Regions from separate parts of the Sus scrofa genome. Here region 1 is linked to region 2. The links are chromatin contacts, called in public HiChIP or PLAC-seq maps. All regions are on one chromosome and are shown on one strand. Each heading gives the region's core, a stretch centred on a gene start, on an enhancer-like site or on the middle of the called end of the contact. The rest is flanking DNA. Distances are from core to core; before and after follow the strand shown.

Region 1 (4,739 bases), core at 2,154-4,653, 190 kb before region 2:
AATATATAACAGTCAAAAGAATTTCAGATATAGAATTTATATAGAATGCCTGCAAACCTAATGAAAAATAGATAAAAAATAAAAATAGATGATTCAAAAAGAAGCAAACCAATGAAAAGATGCTCAAATTACCTAGTAATCAGAAAAATGCATTTCACAGTACCCAACCTTTTGGCAAAAATGAAGATGCCTGACAACACTTAGTATTCTTGATATGGAAGGAGCAGACATTCTTGTGTTACAACTACTCTGAAGAATAATTTGATAAAATCTAGTAAAGATGAAGATGTACACATCTTTCAACCCAGCTTGTCCACATATAAGTATTTATCTGGAACTCACAAGTGTGTATAACACAGTGTGTACAACATTGGAAACAGTCTTCTTGGCCATATATAATGGAAACACTAGTTAGTTATAGTATATTCATAAAATGGAAATCTTAGTAGCCATTAATCAAATCTCAGATCTGTTGTGGAGCTTCCATACAGTTCTATACCATTATGCAAATTTTCAAGCACATAAAACAATACTGCATATTATTTGTGGATACTTAAACATAGGTATTATAGATATAAAAACAACTAGAATCTCACTAAATCTGTTATTGTGATTGCCCTTGAGGAGGGAAGCATTAGGACATGAACTTTGTCTCTAAGGTATTATTTCTTTTTCAGTTTTGAAAAATGTTAACAGTTGTTTATATCAGGTGGTGGCTATATAGTGTTGTATTTTGCACTTTTCTTTTTAAAAACAATTTAAAGTATGTTCCATATTTTGTCAAAATTTACATGTGATAAATTCTGGCAAAACAAGGAAAATTTGTAGTGGGAATTACAACTGCTCTCTTAATCCTATAACTGTGCAGTGTGAACTGTTTGGTATTTTTAGTGACCTGAAATACCATCTTCTCTCTGATATATGAACACAAAAAATATATTTCACATGGTAAGTTATTTCTGCATATGTGTTTGGTGTGTGTCTGCCTTTTTTGTTACCTTATAGTGAATATTAGTGTCATATAATTTATTAATTAAATTTGCATGAAATAATAGCAAAATATTTCATCTTTGCTCATAAACTGTTGGTACATATGTACTAGTTTCTCTATTCTCAGTCTCCTATTGCCATTTGTAACCTTGAGGATCTATTTTATTTGGAAAGGAAATCTTAAGAATCAGTTAATGATTTTTGGTTTAATGTTGACACAGATCTCTTTTAGTATACATTTAGAATGTTTCAAATGGACAAAAACTATACCAATATCTTTTTATTGCGTTGTATGGGGAGTCTTGTAAATATTCTATATATCTGTATGAAAGTAGAATTACCATTAGAAAAGTACCTACCAACAGCCTTATCTTTCTAGTTTTTCTAGTCAGGGTGATAGGCATTCTTTACAATCATGGTAAAGACTGAAGCTTTTTTTTTTTTTTTTTCCAAGAATGGAAGTAAGAATAGTTGACCAAAGAATGTGGAGTGGAATGATGAGACTTATGAAAGTATCACCAAAATCTCTAGTCACATTGTAGTATTGTTCTTAATGTTTAAGATTTGTATTTTGTATGCCACAGGAGCGGCCCTAGAAAAGGCAGAAAGACAAAAAAAAAAAAAGATTTGCCTTTTGTACCCTCTAATAAGTTACAGTAGTAAGAATACTGATTTTTTGTCACGTGAACCTCCTAATAAGATGTCCATATCAAAAAGGTAACCTGTATTAATAGGTGATTTTTGAATCTGCAGCCTCACTGCACTCTTCCCAATGGATTTTTTAAATAACCAATATTATCTTCTGGGAGGACACTCTTTTTGAAAGTGATTTGGTGGTATCTATTACATTTTAAAATATTCCTGGAGTTCCCGTCGTGGCTCAGTGGTTAACGAATCCGACTAGGAACCATGACGTTGCGGGTTCGGTCCCTGCCCTTGCTCAGTGGGTTAAGGATCTGGTGTTGCCATGAGCTGTGGTGTAGTTCGCAGACGAGGCTCGGATCTTGCACTTTCTGTGGTTCTGGCGTAGGCCAGTAGTTACAGCTCCGATTCGACCCCTAGCCTGGGAACCTTCATATGCCGCGGGATCGGCCCAAGAAATGGCAAAAAAAAAAAAAATTCCTTAATATTCAATTCCATTTCTATAGTTTAGTCTAAGCAAGCTTGTTTGCATTAAAACTGTTGAATCTAGATTTTTTAAAATATCTTCTACAAATAAAGGTATCAAAGATCAAAGATCAAAAACAACCTGAATGTTCAACAGTAGAGGGTTGGCTAATTAAAACAGAATGATCTATATGTGCTGATGTGGAATGATCACCAAGATATATTATAAATTGAGTAAATTAGGATCCAGGAAGTGTGTGTAAATTGTTTCCATTTACATACAGAAAGGGAGAAATTGGCATATGCCTCCCATGTTTCTAAAAAGATACGTACAAGGAGTTCCCGTGTGGCTTAGCACTTAGTGAACCCGACTACCATCCATGAGGACATGGGTTCGATCCCTGGCCTTGCTCAGTGGGTTAAGGATCTGGCATTGCTGTAAGCTGTGGTGTAAGCCACAGATGCTTCAGATCCCGCGTTGCTGTGGCTCTGGCACAGGCTGGTGGCTATAGCTCCGATTGGACCCCTATCCTGGGAACCTCCATATGCCGTGGGTACGGCCCTAAAAAGACAAAAAGACCAAAAAAAAAAAAAAAAAAGAAAAATGAAAAGATACATACAGAAGAATCTAAACTATGATTGTTGTCACAGGGGTTGATACCTGGTTGGCAGATGGGCTTGCCTCTTCTTTCATGCCCTTTTATATTTTACCACACATTGTGCCTTAAGTGGCAAGACTGGGATTCCAAACTAGATCAGTAATTTCCAAGTCATTCTTTCCTTTACAATCCCGACTACTGTTTTATGTCAGTTTTAAAGCACAGTTAAGCAAATGTTCTCAAATCAGTTTAGTATATGATCAGGCAAAGTATCTTAATAACTAACTTAGAGTATCTAATTAACTTGGAGTAGTCCAGTTGTACAATATTGATCATTTGGAAAATAAAGTGACAAACTATAGCACCACACCAAGGCAGAGGTGAATAATCTGCTGAATGAAATGCAACTAAGGAAATCCACCAACGTTGAATTAGCAAGTACTCTCTTTTTCAATCTTGAAGCTTTGCTGCTTGGTTCCATCTGAGTTTCTGGTCTAGTCATAGAATATGACTAAGCCTCAAGGTGGACACCACAGTTGCAATCATGGGTGTAACCTTCCAAAATTCCCCACCTATTATTTCAGAATTCCCCAGCAGTCAGAAACTATGTTCATTTGTTTTTGAAACCAGCTGATCCTGATTAGTTAGCTAATAAGATTGCTCAATGTGGTGTCATCAGGTTTTCTACTCGTCTACCAGTTCTGTGCTTGTAGATTGCAGCTGGACCCTCAGTTTTAGCCTTGTAACTGATTTCTGTGCCTTTAAGCTTTTCCTCCATCCTTATTTTTAATTCCTGTTTCTTTTTCTTTCTTTCTTTCTTTTTAGAGCTGCACCCACAGCATACGGAGGTTCCCAGGCTAGCGATCGAATCGGAGCTACAGCTGCCAGCCTACGCCACAGCCACAGCAACAGCCACAGCAACATGGGATCTGAAATGTGTCTGCAAACTATACCACAGCTCACAGTAACACCAAACCCTTGACCCACTGAGCGAGGCCAAGGATGGAATCCCCATCCTCATGGATACTAGTCAGATTTGTTTCCACTGCACCACAAAAGGAACTCCCCCTTAATTCTTTTTTTTTTTTTTGTCTTTTTGCTATTTCTTGGGCTGCTCCTGTGGCATATGAGGTTCCTAGGCTAGGGGTCTAATCGGAGCTGTAGCTGCCAGCCTACGCCAGAGCCACAGCAACTCGGGATCTGAGCCGCGTCTGCAACCTACACCACAGCTCATGGCAACGCCGGATGGTTAACCCACTGAGCAAGGGGTTAACTTCATGGTTCCTAGTCGGATTCTTTAACCACTGTGCCACAACGGGAACTCCTCCCCCTTAATTCTTAATCAAAGCTATCGTATCAGAGTTCCAGTCATGGCTTAGCAGAAACGAATCTGACTAGCATCTGTGAGGATGCAGGTTCGATCCCTGGCCCTGCTCAGTGGGTTAAGGATCTGAAGTTGCCATGAGCTATGGTGTAGGTTGCAGACATGGCTCAAAGCCCAAGTTGCTGTGGCTGTGGTGTAGGCCAGTGGCTACAGCTCCAATTTGCTCCCCAGCCTGGGACTCTCCATATGCCATGGGTTCAGCCGTAAAAAAGAAAAAAAAAAAAAAAAAAAAAAGAGTGCATTCTGTCATCATTATTAAAAGATTAAATGTATATAGAAATAAGACGGCTTTCATAGTGCTTTATAAAATCAGTCTGCATGCCTGTAGTCACTATGTATAGTGGATTCAGTTTTCAGACTTAATAAAACTTATATGCAGGTTTTACTGGTTTGCCAACTATGGTGAAAGTCCCTGATCATTCCATTTCTGAGTTATGACGTGAATTACTAAGAAGTTGCACAATCCTGAAATTTGAAGAAATGCTTTGTGGTTTATTAGAAAGTGGTAGTTTCTTTCTTAAAAATCATGCTAATTTTTCCAAACTCTTTCCTCTTTATATTTAAGTATTTGGAAAGACATTCGCTTGGCCTGAAAAAGGATTCTGGGTAAACCTAAAGAAGCATATTTATCTAGGAGCTATAATATTACCTATTACTCT
Region 2 (5,131 bases), core at 1,804-4,303:
GCAAATTTATCTAGGCAGCCTACATTTCTATTTGCTAAATGTAGCAACTGTGGCCCTCATTAATGTGTTGGCCATAATGGAGATGCCAGTATTCTGCAGGTCACTCTTCTGTATTAAATCATTGCAAAAAGATGTTTTCCCTTTGTCTATTTTGGGTAGTGGTGTGAAGAAGAAGGGCTCTAAAGGAGAGGTCCATCTGAGCACAGTCATTTGTGAATTCACCTCTACCGCAAAGGCTTATCACTAGCTACAGACTGCCCTCTTCCCCTCCTCCCATGCCTCCCAAATAAATCACTTCCCAGACAGAGCCTCAGAGGTCCAGAAGTCTCAGGATTTGAAACAGTTTACCCTGGAAATTTTTTAACTCTGTTGATTTTTGTCTCACAGCCGATGTTATATAAATATTTGATTATTGAAGATATTCTCAATTTGCATAAATGTTTATACCATGTTAAAGGAAATGAGAAGAGAAATGACATAATTGCTGCAGACTAATTTTACTAATTACTCAGAGTGTGGAATAACCAGTGGTTTCAAAAGAGTGGAGAGAGGCCCTGAGCACTGAACGTGAAGGATCCAGGGTGCATAGGGGACCAAGCATGGGGTGCATGATGTGGGGGACCAGCCAGGATTCTTCAATGACAAATTCAGAAGCAGTGGCATGGCTGAGACCTTCCTGGCCCTAGCTCCCAGGCCCGTCCCTGCATCTCTGCTTCTGATCCCTTCATCCTCAGCTTCCTTGTTTACACAGTCGCCCCCCTACCCCCAAGCCAGGTGGCCAAGCCCACTACCCTAGAATTCTAGGAGAAGATGGGACTCCTAAGCTGACCTAAGCTCAGAGGAGATAGTTGCCAGAAGCCACGTGACAATTCCCACCCTTGGCCACCCGTACCTGTCACAGTGTGGATGGTGGCCCAGGTGTTTGCCACACTCAGCTCCTTTGTAGGGATTTGCCTGGCCAGTTCTTTTTTACTGCCTCCCAAATTCCTAAACCCAAGCTCTAGTTACCTAGAAACCACTAATAGAAGAATTCTTCCAGAATTCTGGTCCTAAGTGGCTAAATCTGGGTCATTGTGCCCGTAGTAGGTGGTTACATGATACACGGCCTCTAATGAACCCTCCGCATAGCATGTAGGGCTGGACCACTGATGCTGGGCTGGACTACGTGACTTGTCTTGGCCAATGTGCACCAACTCATGTGACCCAACCAGAGGTTTGACAACATAGTTATATGGGGGCCTGCCCTAGGGGAAGCTGCCATCACCAAGGGAAAACTAGGACTCTCCTGCTGGAGAGCTCACGTGGAAAAGACCTGAGACTCTCTGGCTGGTAGCCTGGATGTGCAAGTGAGGCCTCCTTCGACCTATGAGTGACCCCACAGGACACTGACCAGCTGAGCCCAGAGTGGTAGGCAGATCATGGTGGCCATTTTATTTTTTTATTTTTTTAAAATTTTAGGACCACACCCATGACACATGGAGGTTCCCAGGCTAGGGGTCCAATCGGAGCTGTAGCTGCTGGCCTGTGCCCTAGCCACAGGAATGCCAGATCTAAGATTCGTCTGGAGCCTACACCACAGCTCAGGGCAATGCCAGATCCTCAACCCACTGAGCAAGGCCAGGGATCAAACCTTTGTCCTCATGGATACTAGTCAGATTCATTTCTGCTGAGCCATGACGGGAACTCCCATGGTGGTCATTTTAAACTGGTAAGATTTCAGATGTTTTGTTGATCTTTTTTTTTTTTTTAATTTCCCAATACATTATTTTTTTTCCTACTGTAAAGCATGGTGACCCAGTTACACATACATGTATACCTTCTTTTTTCTCACATTATCATGCTCCATCATAAGTGACTAGATATAGTTCCCAGTGGATTTTTTTTATCTTTTAAAATTTTTTTTAATTTTTAATTTTTTAATTTTTTTTAAGATTTCCTATGTTTTGTTACTCAGCAAGAGATGATTAAACACTGCCCTTTATTTATAGAGCCTCTTTCCTTTCTTTCATTCAAGACCTAGCTTCCTGAGCACCTACTGTGTGCCACAATCAGCAACAGACACTAGGGATAAACAGATGAACATAGATGGACCCATCCCTCAAGTAGCTCAAGGTTCCGGGACAGAATATATGTTATCCTGGTTGGGACACCAACAAGAGGTTCATGATGAAGGTGGAATTTCCTTTCTTTCTCCTCCCTCCCTCTCTTCTCTCTTTCTTACGTTAAGCGAATACTTAGCATGCTTCTCCCGAAAGCTAGGTTCTGTGTCAGGCACAGCAGTCAACTCCACAGACAGATTCATGGAACTACTGGCATTCAGAGTAGACACATCTGTTCCTACGCTTGTCTTAGTCCCTGCCTGAATTGCCCCAACACGTGATAATGATATAATATTATAATAACATTAATAACTCAACAAGAATTGCTTTTAAGCAAGGCAATTTTTAGTATTCTTTGTATCCAAGTAGTTTAAGCAGAGAAGTTGGAAGTGGAGGTATTGGCAACAGTGGCACCTGTGGACCTTTCTGTGGGATGGGTGGGTTGTCTGTGGGCACCTGACATGCACCTTCATCCTCTCAATCCCCTGAGGAGGCAGGTTGATGCGGGAGTTAGGCTCGGCTCTACCCGTCATCTCTTTCAGCTGCAGACGGCAGGACAGCTCATTTGAGGGCATCTAGCTTACTCTCTGGGGAGGAATCCAGGCTGGGCTCTGTGGGAAGCACACACTAAGATGGAGATGAGCTGTAGGAAGGCTGTTGGGGAGTGTCCACAGGATCAACATGTGTAGAAGAGAAAGGAAAGAAGCAGGACTAGGCAGAGGGAGAAGTTGGGCTATGATGCAGCCTCGCCAAAGGCTTCAACTAATCCTGCAGGGAGCTCAGGAGCCAGCGTGGACCTTCAGAGCCGTCTCAAGTCTCACTGATAGGAGAGCCTCTGTACCCCCGGGGTCAACCATGCATCAGCTGCCCATGAAGTGGGGTGACCTGGGGCACAGTGGCTGCCTCCAGCCAAAGTGATTCCTGAAGAGAGATGACAGTTGAGAGCCACCTGCTGGCAACACTGCCTGCAGCTGAATAACTAGATCTTTTATTCCCAGAGGGGAGCTGGGTGGTGCCTCCCAACATCCGCCACCAAGAATGAACAGGATGTGACCTCAAGAAAACAGGAACATCATGTGTTGTTGCTAAACTGCCTACCATTCCTTTTGGGGAGGGGTGGGTGTCCAATTCGCCCAAGTATAATTAGTCACTGGCTTTATGTCTTGGAGCACTCTTCCATTTGACCCTCTCAGGTTAGACATGGTGGTGACAGTGATGGTGGAGGTGATGATGAAGGTAGAGGAGATCTGACTTAAGAGATAAAGTTCAGCCATACATTTCAAAAGACCTACCTTTTTTATTTTTTGCTTTTTTTTTTATTTGTCTGTTTTCATTTTGTTTTTTTTCAGGCCATATCTGTAGCATATGGAGGTTTCCAGGCTGGGGGTCAAATCAGAGCTGCAGCTGCCAGCTGCAGCCACAGCCACACAGATCTGATGCGACCTACACCACAGCTTGCAGCAATGCCGGATCCTTAACCCACGAGGCCAGGGATACAACCCAAATCCTCATGGATGCTAGCTGGGTTCTTAACTTGCTGAGGCACAGCAAGAACACCAAGACCTACATTCTTAATCTGCACATGATCAATGCTCAAGTATACTTGCTGGCCAAGCATCAGAACAGGTGAACACAGTTTTTTTCAATATGATCAGTACATAAGCAGGTGTACTGTAGCAGACCCAATTTCAGCTCAGGGTACCCACACTGGCAACCTGAGGCTGGTTACCATGCCAGGTCCTGGCCTTGTGGCTTAGCTGTGGCCTGGATAACCCGGGAATAAGAAGCCAGTCTCTGGTGGCCCATGGAAGGGACTGTTACTTCCAGGGATCTATGCAAGAAAAGCCAGAATATGATTTAGTGCAAGGAAATTTTCTTTGTGAGAGTCAGGAAAGATTTTTCCTATCTCTGGTCTCCATAAACCACAACTACAGAGCAGTGTCATTTCAAACTTGGTAAAATAACACATTTAGTTTCTCAAGAATCTACTGGGCCTAGTCTATGTCAAATTCACACACTGTGCACTAAACAACCCCTTTATCTCATCAAATACAAAAACAAATAGAAACTTTTCAAACTAGTCATGGTAAAGAATCCATTAAAATAAATATCTCAGAGTTCCAGTCGTGACTCAGTGTTTAACAAACCAGACTAGTATCTATGACGATCCTGTCCTTGCTCAGTGGGTTAAGAATCCAGTGTTGCCGTGAGCAATGGTATAGATTGCAGATGCATGCTTAGATCTGGCATTGCTATGGCTGTGGTATAGGCTGGCAGCTGCACCTCCAACTAGACCCTAGCCTGGGAATCTCCATATGCTGTGGGTGCAGCCCTAAAAAGACAAAAGACAAAATAATAAATAAATACATAAATATCTCTTTATGACAAATTTTCAAACATGTGCAAAATCAGAAGAAATAATACAGTGAAACCCAGCTTGTACCCATCATCTATCTATCTTCAGTAGTTATAATTATTTTGCAAGTCTTCACCTATTCCCTTAATTTTTTTTCTGGAGGTTTTTTAAAGCAAATTCTCAACACCATGTTATTTCTCTAGTAAAAATTTCAGTATGCCTCTCTACCTGATGAGGACACTTTTTTTTTTTACATAACCAACATGACATTATCCTATTTGAACAATTGCAGTGATTCCTTGATATCTGCTAGTAACCAGCCCATATTCAAATTTCTTTGTCTTTAAAATGTCTTTTTTGGAGTTCCCATCATGGCTCAGCAGGTTAAGAATCTGACTAGCATCCTTGAGGATGTGGGTTTGATCCCTGGCCTCACTCAGTGGGTTAGGGATCCGGCGTTGCTGTGAGCTTCAGCAAAGATTGCAGATGTGGATTGGATCTGGCATGGCTGTTGCTGTGGCTGTGGCGTAGGCCACAGCTGCAGCTCTTTTTTTTTTTTTTTTTTTTTGATTACTCAAATGAATTTATCACATCTGTAGTTGTATAATGATCATAACAATCTGATTTCACAGGATTTCCATCCCACAGCCCAGGCACATCTCCCCACCCCCCAAAG

The links. HiChIP or PLAC-seq counts read pairs in DNA pulled down with a chosen protein or histone mark.
Region 1: a contact with region 2 is called in an H3K27ac HiChIP or PLAC-seq map of alveolar macrophages. The contact joins two enhancer-like sites. A contact is called at or near these places in 6 of 47 Hi-C or Micro-C datasets (alveolar macrophages, blood, fetal heart ventricle and 3 more) and 2 of 2 datasets of contacts at active chromatin or transcription factors (alveolar macrophages and skeletal muscle).

Annotation. Positions count from the first base shown.
Region 1 is chr1:159,303,170-159,307,908 of Sscrofa11.1, reverse strand. The region is part of intron 1 of KIAA1468 (lisH domain and HEAT repeat-containing protein KIAA1468 homolog); the gene reads left to right. Among named protein-coding and RNA genes, the nearest start is that of KIAA1468, 12 kb to the left of the region's middle. Within about 2 kb of position 3,403, at least 7 of the 83 cell types and tissues checked have an H3K27ac peak or open chromatin away from gene starts, as enhancers often do. A contact at or near this core is called in alveolar macrophages, where this site is marked.
Region 2 is chr1:159,114,878-159,120,008 of Sscrofa11.1, reverse strand. No RefSeq gene overlaps it. Among named protein-coding and RNA genes, the nearest start is that of TNFRSF11A, 70 kb to the left of the region's middle. Within about 2 kb of position 3,053, at least 5 of the 83 cell types and tissues checked have an H3K27ac peak or open chromatin away from gene starts, as enhancers often do. A contact at or near this core is called in alveolar macrophages, where this site is marked.